Linked DNA regions of Sus scrofa: region 1 is linked to region 2. The links are chromatin contacts, called in public HiChIP or PLAC-seq maps. All regions are on one chromosome and are shown on one strand. Each heading gives the region's core, a stretch centred on a gene start, on an enhancer-like site or on the middle of the called end of the contact. The rest is flanking DNA. Distances are from core to core; before and after follow the strand shown. Region 1 overlaps C7H14orf159 (UPF0317 protein C14orf159 homolog, mitochondrial). Region 2 has its middle 15 kb from the start of CALM1.

Region 1 (6,657 bases), core at 606-3,105, 690 kb after region 2:
GAGAGAGGGACTTGCCACAGTGCCAGAAGCAGCCTGGAAACCAGGGCTCCTGGCTCCCACCTATAAAATGCCTATCAAATTCCCATTGTGGCGCAGTGGCAACAAACCCAACTAGTATCCAAGGGTATGCAGGTTCAATCCCTGCACCCGCCCCCTCAGTGGGTTAAGGATCTGGTGTTGCCATGAGCTGTGGTGTAGGCCGAAGATGCAGCTCAGATCTGGCGTTGCTGTGGCTCTGGCGTTGGCCGGGGGCTACAGCTCCAGTTTGACCCCAGCCTGGGAACCTCCATATGCTGCAGGTGTGGCTTTAAAAAGCAAAATCAATAAATAAATAAAATAAAATAAACGCTGAGAGCGGAGGAGGGGTGACAATTACAGGATATATGATACATGGCACAGAGGTGCCTGGCACTGCCCACAGTAAGTGCTCTGCAGAGCCCTGTGGCCACACCTCGCTGCCCCCCAGGGTTCCCAGATAGCTTCTTCTCAGACACTGGTGCCTCTGCCCACCGGTCCTGGGAGAAATGGCCAGGCAGTGTCTTGGACTCAGCTGGGGGCCCTGGGGAGGTGAGGTGGGCCCTCGGGAGGAGGCCCTCAGCCTCGGGGCGCCCTGCCAGTCTCCTGGGAGCCTCCAGGGCATGTGCCCCTTCCCAAGAGCTGTTATTTGGGCACAAACTGGCAGGCACACCAAGCTTTCATCCTGTGGCTGACAGGGTGCTAACAGCAAGCCCTTCAGGCAGCTGCCAAGACTGTCCCAGCCGATTATCCTCCTGGCAGGTCCTCAGTGTCTCATAAGCCCCGCTACGGGGTCCAGAAACCGTCCAGGGGAGAAAAAACAACACCACCAGTGACAGTCACACGGGTCGTCCTGGGTGGCTTCTCCGGAGGCAGGAGGCATGAGCAGGGCCCAGTGGGGTCTGGGACCCTCTGCCTCTGATTCTCCTAGAGATCCTCGCTTGTGGTTCACAGGCGCCTTGAGGTTTGTGGAGAAAATTCAGAGGGTCCGTGGAATCCACTGGGGAAAAATTTACATTTGAATTTTCATAGCCTCACAGTGAAATTGAGCATTTCCTTCTGGCATGAAGGCAGGGAAGAAGCTGTGACGTGTCAGCAGACCCGGGGACTTCGTGGCTGCCCAAAGAAAGCACAGATGTTTTCATGTCACACTGCGGTCCTTCCTGAAATCTCAAAATTACCCCATATGTCCATCACCGCTTCAAAATTCCAGCGGTGGGCCTGCCATCTTGTTCCTTGAGCTGTTAATGAAGAAACATCACCTAACATGTTCCCCCCATAATTTGATAACTGCATTTCCAGCATGATTGGTTTCTTTTGTAATCCTCTGCATTTCCTTTTGTGCAGTTAAAAATACTCCTTCTAGGGAGTTCCCTTGTGGTGCAGCACATTAGGGCTCTGGCATTGTCACTGCAGCAGCTTGGGTCACTGCTGTGGCATGGGTTCGATCCCTGGCCCAGGAACTTCATATGCTGCAGGTGAGACCGAAGGAAAAAAAAAAAAAGGCAAAAAACTACTACTTCTACACAGGTTTACGGCTGCCCCAGACGACCAGAGGCACCTGCAAAGTTAAGATTCTCAGTTTTAGACCAATAATCCCCAGCAAACATCCTGATCTCTGTCACCTAAAAGTAGAAGCTGCATTTTTATAATAGCTACTTGGACCTCTGTCTTCATTCAGCTGCCTTGAACTCTTGGTGCTCAGGGCTTCGACCTGGGCCGATTCTGTTTTTTAGAAACAAAAACAAAAACACGAAAAGAGTTTTCACTTGATTTCTCGGCAGAGAGCTGGGCCTTGCGCCACATCACTGGCCTTTGCCGCCCCCTGGTGGTCATAGTGAGGCATGTTCCCAAGGACAAGCTGGAAAGGCTGGTGCAGGCCAGTTGCTCAGTGCGGGTGGTGCAAGGACAACCAATTCACATCCATGACCCAGGTCAGGGTCCACTCTCATTCATGATTCTGACAGCTGCATTGGACTTCTTCCCAAGAAGACAGGAACTTGCTATGTTCCTGAGTTCCTCTGACTTGTCTCATCTTTCCCAGGAGCCCTGGGGTGAAGGCCCTGGACAAGACAGATTCCTGCAGCAGTCAGTACCAGGGCTGGGTTTGCAGATGCCCTTCAGTTTTGAAGGTGATGTCCTTGACGGAACTGCTAGCCTCGCCCATTAGCCCCTGTGACACTTGGGGTGAACCCTGGGGTGGGGGAAGCAGGTGGTGGAGGATGTCAGCAGAGCTATTTGTCTTGAGATCTGAAATCATAGCAACCACTAATCTAGGCTATTGTTCAGCAGCATATTTGGGCAGGGGACGGCTTCCTTCCAAGTGTTAACTGGAACTGAAATCCTTTGATCCCCAGTGTATTCACTCAGCCTGACAGTGAGTGAGCAGATCCAAGCGTGGAAGCTGCCCAGGCCTCTTGGAGGCTCTCAGAGGCCTGATGGGAGCTTGGGATTGGGCCTTGGGGGAGAGTCAGGGTTGAGCATAACGGAACATGCTCAGCTGCATAACAAACTTTGACAAAGCCCAGCATTCTGCAAAAATGCAATCAGCACTTGCCACGTTTCATAGAAAGATGGTCCAGGACCACCCAAAGCCGAATGTCTGCTGAGTTTCTTTTTTTTTTTTTTTTTTTGCTATTTCTTGGGCCGCTTCTGCGGCATGTGGAGATTCCCAGGCTAGGGGTCTAATCGGAGCCATAGCCACCAGCCTACGCCAGAGCCACAGCAACGCAGGATCCGAGCCACGTCTGCAACCTACACCACAGCTCACAGCAACGCCGGATCGTTAACCCACTGAGCAAGGGCAGGGACCGAACCCGCAACCTCATGGTTCCTAGTCGGATTTGTTAACCACTGCGCCACAACGGGAACTCCATGAGTTGTTATATCTTTAGTGGGATCGATTGGACCCGATCGATACATTTCTCTCCGCCATCTTCGCGGGTGCGCTGACAGCTGGCCAGGTGCAGGGATGCTGCTGGTGGTCAAACAGAGTTTTTGCCTGGGTTGTGTGACCCAGTCTGTACCAAGATAAACTCAAAATCACTGGCTTTGTCAGCAATCTGTACAATGACGACATTGGGCTAAATGTCCCCAAGTCCCCTCCAGCAATCACACCAGGCGTCTGAGGTTCCATGCTTGGAAACGATGCCACTCAGAATGGAAGTCAGCAAGCATCCTGAGGGGGTTAAAATCCAGATTCTGGGTCTCCTCCCCGTCCTTCTCCAATACAGTTTGCAGCAGGCCTGTGGCTAGAGGTCCTGTTGGAGAAGGAACCACAAACTACTCAGTGTGTTCAAATCAGATGCTACCAGCCAGTGCAGGACCCGGTGGGACTCTCTTTTTCCACCTGCAGAACCATTGTGCATCAAAGATCTTTCCAGATCTGACTTCAGGGAGCCTGTGGTGTGTCAGCCCCGGGATGTTCCAGTGTTCTGGCCTTCTCGGCTGATCAGACTCCAAGCTGTCAGCGGCTGCAGTACGTCTGGGTTTAAGGGGCCAGTTACTCTGACCTGGGATGGAATCAGGTCCATCTCTAGTTCCTGAATGCATAGGCTTGTGGCGCAGTGACTTGGGGAAGAAAGTCATGAAACAGCCCCCAGGGAAGGTCTCTGTGACATCTTCCTTATCATCCCAGTGCTGGGTCTCCCCAGAGCAGCTGCCTTTCAGGTCGAATATGTTTTGCTTGTTTTGTTTTTTCTTTTTAGGGCTGCACCCACGGCATATTCAGAGTTGTAGCTGCTGGCCTACCCACAGCCACAGCAACGCAGGATCCGAGCCAAGTCTACAACCTACACCACAGTTCATGGCAAACCAGATCCTTAGCCCACTGAACAAGGCCAGGGATCGAACCTGCATCCTCATGGATGCTAGTCAGATACCTTAACCGCTAAGCCACAGTGGGAACTCCCAGGTCAAATATGTTTTGATTAAATCTATTTCTGTCTGCGGAAGGCTCACCACCCATTCTAAGAGAAGGGTCAATGTTTTGCTTGACTTTGGAGACATTCTGGAAGTTGGTGGGGCTTTGAAAGCAAAGGTAAAGGCAAGCAACTCAACTAAACAAAGCGATTTTTTTGCAAGGTATTTGAAAGCAATACTGTCAGTTCATTTTTTCCAAGGCCGAGGGTGATATTACAATAAGACGACACACGAGGGCGCCCTAACTGGTTCACAGTAAAGTAGGGATGGGACAGAAACAACAACAAAAAATAGCAGTTGCAGACCACTGTCCTAGACAGAGGAAAATTCTAGCCAGGTCAGCCTGGCTTGCACTACAAATAATAAGATGTGCTACTTTCCATTTATTTTTAAAGCATTCTTGAGAGTTGAGCTATCATAAGAGCCTCCTGATAGTGGAAGATTATCTCTAATATGGTCCTGAGACAAAAACGCCAAGATCCGTGGGATTCTGTTCATTCATTTATTGCAGATCAATGTTGGGGGAACCTACTTTGTGCCCAGATCTTAGGAATCAAATGCTGCAGGAGACACGACGCAGATGTCAGGGAGCTTGCGGTCATTTCCGAGTGTCTGTGCTCAGCTGTATACACGCTCCCGCACATCCGCGCGGGAAATATCCTCCCGCGCGGTGGGTGGTCTCAGCCCTCTCCCGCCGCCGCCGGCCAGGGGGTCGCCTTGCAGAGGAGATCTCACTGCTGCCCGGCCCCAGCCCGCCTTAGCGCTTCAGTCCTGACCTGCAATAGCGTATTTGATTGTAAATGAGAACGAATGCCCTCCCTGGCCAGGGACCTTGAATCTTTCTCGTTTACAAACTCATGCTCGGATTTCAACATCTAAACTTCTACTAGCAATAGATGAATTGCTGCTGCTGTCACAGCTGCTGGGGCAAAACCCCAGGGCACGCTGGGAGCTGACTGTGCTAATGCGTGTGGCTTGAGAGTGACCCGTTTTAGGTTCTGTCCAAAACACAGAAAAACAAAGACTGCCATCATCAAAAATCCCTAGTTCTTCCCCTTTATATCACGTGGAAAGTTAAGTTAGAATGCTTGACACTTCTGTCAAGGAGGTTTTCCTTCTGAAGAGTTGGCTGACTTTGGCTTTCTATTAGATCTGAGGAATGGTCCTGTTTTCTGTGAAATCCAAGATGCTATTTGCTCAATTCGCATCTACATTTATGGAGCACCTATTGTGTGCATCTGTGAGATGAATAAGCAGTGGTCCTGCGTCTCTGAGAACGTACAGCTGAGTGGGGTTAGAGTCCTCAAGGATAATGACACTGATAAGCAGAAGGTCTAGTTAAGTTACGGTGAAGATGAAGCACCTGAAAGGCCAGGCAAAAGAATGAATAAGATACAGCACCTGGCTCAGTGATGCCAACCATCACTTACTTACCCAGGGCTTACATTGGACCAGGCACTTTGCTTAAACACTTTTCCCCCCTTTTTATGACTGCACCTGTGGCATATGGACGTTCCCAGGCTAGGAGTTGAATCAGGGCCACAGCTGAGGGCTACACCACAGCCTCAGCAATGCCGGATTCAAGCCGCATCTGTGACTGATGCTGCAGCTTGAGGCAATGCCGGATATTTAACCAGGAGAGTGAGGGCAGGAATTGAACCTGCATCTCACACAGACAACGTCAGGTCCTTCACTCACTGAGCCACAACAGGAACTCCTGCTCAAGCTCTTTTATGTGCATTTTCCAGGTCAGCTCTGATAACAATCATATGAGCCATTATCCTTACTTTAGAGTTGAGGAAACAAGTTTAGCGAGGATAACGTCACATCTCAAGCTCAAGTGTGTTTGCCGTGCTGAAGCCGTGCTCTTGATAATGATGCTACAGTGCCTCACATTGCCTGGAATCTAGCAAGGGAGGGTTTTTAAAAGAACAAAATTAGCATAAACTGAAGCAAAATATACAGGCTGTGAGAAAAATAGAAGCTATGCTCAGAGAGAGCTATTTGTTAGCAAATCTAACATCTGCTGCAAAGAAAAAGCAAGATGACTTGATCTTGCTGTAAGAGTTTAGTAAGTCCTTTCTGGTATCCATGGGATTGCATGGATGGAAACTGCTAGAGCCCCAACTATAGCTGTGGGTACCTTACTTCTTTCCCCACACTCATCTTCACTTTCCTGAAAACCAGGGTACCTGGTTTAAATGGAACCTGATTTAACCATAAGCCAGCTTGTGCTGACCTGGTGCCAGCAAGTGGCGTAGGGAGTGCTGTTGGCCAAGTGGAGGCACGGGCGCCCCCTTTCCCATCAACGGTGGACTAGATGGGAGTGGACAGGGTTTGACGAAGTGACTGGGCTCAGTCCCTCCTGTTGTGTGCCTTGGAGACCCTGCTGGCTTTCACCAGCTCAGGGGATGGCGCAGTTGTGAATGAAGGGTACAGTGGCCCTGGCCAATGCCTCACCCCTGAGGGAACACCAGAGGTCCATCACATTTCCCAGGATCCTCTGCACTACAGCCTGGCATCAGCTTCAGCTGCTCAGAAGGTCAGCGATCAAAAGACGATAATTGCCATCGACCCAGGTAAGAAACCAAGCAGTCACACCTCAGTGACCTGGAGAAATTCATCACTGGTGTAATGTTTCAGTGAAAAAGGCAGCATGCAAACTGTACCTAGAGTATGATTTAAAAAAAAATACTAATACTATGTATGAATCTTGCAAAG
Region 2 (6,290 bases), core at 2,650-5,149:
TAAATTTTCTTTTTGAGAAGATGTGAATAGGGTTTTTGTGAGCTATAAGTGAGATACAAGATATTGCACAGCGCTTTGTAAGCACTCAATACATATTTGCCGTTATTCGTGTTATTGCTTTAATCAGTCTCCCTGTCCACAGTCTAAACTTCCCACTTTGCTGCCACATAATTATTCTTAACTCACCTTTGATTTTGTCAGTCTCTTGTCAAAACTCTTCAGTGGATTCCATGCATGCAGGATAGTCTTATCTTCTGGTCTGGAATATGTGGGTATTGCCTATCTAGCCTTAACCAATCTGCCAGCAGTCTGTCTCCCATGAGGCCCCTTAATAACAAACTAAACGTCTTCCCCTTCCCCAACATATCCTGCTCCTTTCAGCTTGGTTGCTTTGTTCCTGGTATTCCCTCTGTGTGGAATGCCTTCCCTATGCACATCCATATAAGTCACTGATCCTCTAAGCTAGCTCAATGCCACCTCCTCCACAAAGCTTTCTCTGATCACTTTAGCAAAATCAGTTTTCCCTCTGGGCTTTGGAAATACTTGTTTTCTTCTACTTTGAAAAAAATGTGCATATTATCTCCCAACCCAAAATATAACTCCTTTAAAAACCAAGGTCCAAATCAGTTTTATTTCATATCCCCATGGACCCTAAATACAGGGCCACAGTCACAACAAATACATACTTGACAAACATTTATGGAATGAATAATCAAATACTCATAATAAAAGTAGAATGTGGTAACAGAAAAGGGTGAAATAAAGCACTGAGGAGCCCAGTGGAGGAAGAGGTTATCATAGCTGACTTTGCACTTGAGCTAAGTTTTTAAGGATGTTAGAGCTTTATTTTGCAGAGATGATGGAAATCAGAAATCTAGGCCTAGAGAGCAATGTGAATAAGAGATGGAGGTGTTCCCTTGTGGCACACTGGGTTAGGGATCCAGCATTGTCACTGCAGTAGCCATAATCGCTGCTGTGTCCCTGGCTCAGGTACTTCCACGTTAAACAGCTCATGCGGCTGAAATTTAGGAGATGCAAAAGATAGCAGGTTATTAGGACTGAAAGGCCATATTATGGAGGGGCCTGAAGGAATTCCTAAGGAATCTGGACTTAATCCTAGAGACCATAGGAAGCCATGGGAGGTCTGAAGAGGGAAATTATATAGTCACTTGTGTGCTTTGGAAAAACTACTCCACCAGCTGGGCATAAGGCAGAACAACTTTTGCAATAGTTAGGATAACAGTCTCAGTGTCTTGAACTATGGTGGTGGCATATAATGGTGAAAGAACATAAAAAAGTTTAGAGTGGGGAATTCCAATTGCGGCGCAGTGGAAAGAAATCTGACTAGGAACCATTAGGTTGCAGGTTTGGTCCCTGGCCTCACTCAGTGGGTTGAGGATCTGGCATTGCTGTGAGCTGTGGTGTAGGTTGCAGACTTGGCTCAGATCTGATGTTGCTGTGGCTGAGGCGTAGGCTGGTGGCTCCGATTGGACCTCTAGCCTTGGAACCCCTATGTGCCGAGAATGTGGCCCTAAAAGGCAAAAAAAAAAAAAAAAAAAAGTTCAGGGTGGAAAGAGTACTACAACAGGGCAACGGAGGAGTGAGCTTCTGAATCTGGTCTATATGGAGGCAGTTTAGGTCCACGAACTTAGATGGAAAAGTAGAACAACTATTTTCACTAACTTCTACGTGAAATGTAGCATGCTTTCAATTATGAACATGGCAATGAACCACAGTAGAATTAGGCTTCATCAGACTGGCAAAGGGGTCCATGGTGTTAAAAAGAACTTCTGCACTCAAAAGTGACTAATACTTCAGGAGAGCCCTTACCAGAGATAAAGACTGGAATTGAGTAAGAACCTTTAAAAACATAAAACATGAAAAGCAAAACCCTGAGAGGGGACTGAGAGAAGGAACAATAGCTAAAATTATGTTTGACTCTGGACATGCCAAGTTTCAGGTGTCAGCTCAGACTTATCTTACACAAGGACATCTGTTTTCTTGTGCTCAGTAACCCGTGTCCTCACAGATCCTAGAGAAACCTAACCACCTCTATATAGTTGGAATCTTCATTTCCCATTCTGTTCACTCTCCCATCTTGTGGCACTGAAAACAATCCAAGGGTGATCAAATGTCCTAGTTTGCCTGGGACAGAGGGGCTTTCTAGGACATGGGCCTTTGATGCTAAAACCAGGAAAGACCAAGGCAAACTGTGATGAGCTAGTCACCCTAAGGGCCCTCAAATCTGGCACTGCATGCTAACAAGGCTATATTAATACTATGCCTTCCCTAAGGGGAAAACAAACAAAACAAACAAAAAAAAAACCCTAAGCCATTCAAAGTTTATTTTGGATCTGAGTTTGTCCATCTGTTCCCCTCACAAAGCAGAAAATCCTGAAGGAAAATCTTCCTCTCACAAGGTCAGATAGTTATGGGCCCTCAATAAATGCTTTAGTAACTGATTATCACTATGTCAGTCGTTCTACAATTTCCACAGACCTGGCACATTCTCATCTCCTGCAATCTTCACAAGGACTGTGAGACAGATTTAATTCTCTTCATGTTACAGAAGAAACCAAGGCTCCAGAAGATTTAGTCCTTTGCTCTACCTCACCGCAGCAAGCAAAGTGGCCAACTCCCAGCACTGCAGCTGCCAAAGAACACTGAATTACTGGGTGTTCCAGAGAGGCACGAGTGGTTGTTGCTATACGGAGATTATGCAAAGCTGCAATTGTCTTTTGCAACGTCCCTGAACTCAGTGCTCTGGCATCATACTGAGACACAGTAAAAGGGAGCGTTAGTTTTAGGCAGGAGGCACTCTAAGGTAAAGTGATGCTTTGCCTACGGGAAAACGCATGAGACAGTGATTAAATGTTCAAAATCAGTGCCATTAGCTAAGACTAGCAACAACTTACAAATAAAATTGTCTGGTAAATGGTACCACACCACGCTCCCACATGGCAGCACCTAATCAGAAAACCTATACAAAGCTGTGGCTGCACCTGCCATATTCGTCAATAGAAGAGTCAGTACAGACCCACGTGTGCCTGTAAAGATCAATCCAGGAATCTTGGACGGGGAAGGGAACTGCGAAAGCCAGGATACACGAACCCGGGTCGTCAATTACTAAGGCTTCACACAAGGGAGAGGCCTGGCTGCGCTGGGTTTATTGGCCCTATAATTCACTACCTCTCCCTGTGGCCATAGCAACACCCACACCAAGGCAGCTCCAGAATTCACCTTTGGATAGCCACGCTCCACCGAATTTGCACCTACGCAGCTCAAATAAAACCATCAGACATCATCTCCCGAAAACAAGACAACCATGGCTTATTTCCACTCCCCCAGCTCTAATTCACCCAGGAAACACATATATTTTTTTTTTCTTTCACTCATATATACGGAAGGTAACCCTGAACAACCATCACTTTTGGAACAGTAAAACATAATATGAGGACCCCCCCCTTCTCAGAGGGGGGTGAACATCGGAGATGAAAGCGGGATCCACACCCAAACACACGACGAGTCGCCTAAAATGGCAACTAAACTGACAGGATCAAAATAATTTCAGCCAACGTCTGCTATCATGTCTGTCTAGCAAGCTCCGCTTGGCCCCTGCAGGCCACTGTCTCCGGAGCCGAGAAAGTTCCCTAGGCGGTTGTGGGATTTACAGCTCTGAAAAACAAAAACCGCATTCCCTGCAGGCGGGACCGCGCACAGCGCGAGCAACAACCATGACGTATTCGGAGGAGCTTTCCAGAACTGCCTTCCAGCCCGAGCAAAAGCCCAGGAAGCCAACCTCCCCTTTGCTTCTAGAAATGGAGAGGAGTCAAATCACCCTCCCTGCGCCCGCCGACAGAACGCAGACCCAGCGGTTTTCGGGAAGCGCCGCCTAAACCTCCTGTCAGACCCCCTCCTTCCTGGGTGGCCACTCTGCCCTGAGCCGCGAGCCCTCGAATCCTACCCCACCACCTCCCTGGGACCTGAGCAAAAACGAAACAACCCACCACCATAGAAAAAGGGAACAGAAACCCCCAGCAAAACTTCTGTCGCAGAGCCTATTTCCACTGTCCCCAAAAGCTCCACGAAAAACCCCCTGCGTCCCAGCCGTCCGCGGTGCCTCTAGTAAAGATGGCGGCCATAGGCGGAGCCGCTCCCTCCCGAAAGCAGCCTGCTGACCCTCCTCCAGCCACGGCCATTCACGCGGGGTCCTCCACGCCCACCGCGGCTTGACGCATTGCAGGTGCGGAGCGGCCAATCAGGCGTCTCGACTCTTTCCGGCCAACGACTGCAGGGTCGCGCTGGCCAATCAGAGCGCCCTTGTCAAACTGAAGGAGGAAAGCAGCCTCGGCAGCGCCAACTAAGCAACCGGCTCCAGAGCTGCGCGTTTGGGGCGTGTGAAAGAGGACTGCCTGTGTTCCTCCGCCGGGAGATGTAGTGCCCTCGCCCGCGCCGCGCCCCGCCCCGCCCTGCCCGCCCGCGCGTACTTGAAAGGCTTAGGCGAGAGGCGCTCAGGTTCTCTTCCCGCTGGAGCGTCGCGAGACACGGAGTTTTCCTAGAAACAAGCCTAAATCCCTTTGCCAGGCTCGTGGCCCTCCGAGGGGCGATCGGAAACCACCCTCGCCCTCCCCCCTAGCTCATTGAGGCCGCGTTCGCGTTTACGCGGCACCTTGTGTGATAATAGCAGCCACCGGAGCGATAAGAAGAAAACCTCGCCTTATCTCGAAACCCCAACTCGATCTGCCTCCGAGGCGACCCTTCCTGTTTACTACGAGCCGAGGCCCGGCCGCCCGAAAGCACCGTCGTGGGCACTTTTGTTTCAGAAGGGCCGGTTTCCATTTCCCTCCTGTGATTTCCTTATCTCGTCCCCGCGGGCTCGGGTTTTCCGCTGTGTCTGCATAGAAGGGGCCGAGGGGATGGACCAGGAGCCGGCCTGGGGGGCATGGGACGGACGAGGGTAGATTAACAGACTGTAGCCTGAGAACCGACGGTTAGCTCCTCAGTAAACCGAGGGGGCATTCTTCGGTGCCGAGGATAGGCTCTCCTAGATAGAGGAGAAGGCTTAATAAAATCACCTGTCAAACGAGCCAGATCTGGTACCACAGTCTGCATACCTCTGATCCCTCATTACACAGTGAACAGTCTGAGACCCGGGAAGATCAGTTGACACCCCTGCAGTCACATAGCAGTTGAGGAGCAGAGCACAGAATAGAATCTAGGTTGTCTGTGTCTCAAGCCAGTGTTTTTATGCTCTAGTAACACCCCATCTTCTGGAGCTGATGCTGTGAGATGGCTCAAGCATTTGGGGAACTTTGCTGTATAACTGAAGGAAGGTCTAGGAACTAAAGCAACTAAGTTTTCCCTGAACGTAATTTTCAGTGTCCTGCAGAAAAAGGAGCAGAGATGAAATGTTAGTTGGTTAATTCTCACTGCTACAAGAATCTAGCTAAGAAAATGAAACCCTGTGGATTTCTAGAACTGCCATTTTATTTAAATGTGATTTTATCCTCTCTCTGTGATTTTGGCACCATGGGGCTTGGATGATCTAATGATTTTTGTGATTAAACTAGTGTCTATTCACATCCTGATTCTCAGATTATGCTATTAATGGTTTTTCCTGAGGTTTTACAACCTGTGTAGTGATGTCTGCACTGGACCTGTATAAAGGTTGTTCTTTGATCTAAGGCTATAGTTGCCAGTTGCTGTTTATTACTGCTTCTTAAACTTTTACTCAAAGCATAGCTCAAAAAGGAGAAAAGCTGTGGTCTTCTTTCTGTAGGTGGCTGGTAATCATCCCCAAAGCTGTTTGCCAAGTGAGTGAATATCTGAACTTGCAAATGAGCAACTCACCATAAAAATACCTCCCCAAAGAAATAATACATCATATTTCTTTTGCAGTGGGTATGGTATAGGAAATATGTACCATGACTTCTTGGTATCAAGTCAGATTATAATGTGAGATAAGAGCTTTTACTGTGCCACTACTGACATTGGGAATTCTTGGCTAAGTTCCTCTGTTCTCTAGACCTCAATTTTCTATTCTGTGGAATGAGAGGATTGGATTAGAGGACTTCCAGATCTGTTCCAGCGCTAATACCTGATTCTTCTATGAAGAAGTTAGACCATAATTTCACTGTGACATTATATTTAGGCTGGTGTGCTTTAAGCCTTTTAAGACACTTTTATTTTCATGCTCAATCTTCAGAATATTTCTGGAGGGAGAGACCCCATTTACCAAGAAGTTAGGTTTACTGTAGATTCATCTATTTTTATAATGATTTTCATTTTTT

Evidence for each region. HiChIP or PLAC-seq counts read pairs in DNA pulled down with a chosen protein or histone mark.
Region 1: a contact with region 2 is called in an H3K27ac HiChIP or PLAC-seq map of skeletal muscle, with 4 times the contacts expected there. The contact joins two enhancer-like sites. A contact is called at or near these places in 2 of 47 Hi-C or Micro-C datasets (fetal heart ventricle and heart right ventricle) and 2 of 2 datasets of contacts at active chromatin or transcription factors (alveolar macrophages and skeletal muscle).

What each region holds. Positions count from the first base shown.
Region 1 is chr7:112,838,801-112,845,457 of Sscrofa11.1, forward strand. C7H14orf159 (UPF0317 protein C14orf159 homolog, mitochondrial) reads left to right here. Exons shown (of 20, transcript XM_021100082.1): 8 at 778-910; 9 at 1,712-1,949; 10 at 3,371-3,553; 11 at 4,559-4,722; 12 at 5,685-5,776; 13 at 6,283-6,515. Among named protein-coding and RNA genes, the nearest start is that of GPR68, 62 kb to the right of the region's middle. Within about 2 kb of position 1,856, at least 17 of the 83 cell types and tissues checked have an H3K27ac peak or open chromatin away from gene starts, as enhancers often do. A contact at or near this core is called in skeletal muscle, where this site is marked.
Region 2 is chr7:112,142,787-112,149,076 of Sscrofa11.1, forward strand. No RefSeq gene overlaps it. Among named protein-coding and RNA genes, the nearest start is that of CALM1, 15 kb to the right of the region's middle. Within about 2 kb of position 3,900, at least 83 of the 83 cell types and tissues checked have an H3K27ac peak or open chromatin away from gene starts, as enhancers often do. A contact at or near this core is called in skeletal muscle, where this site is marked.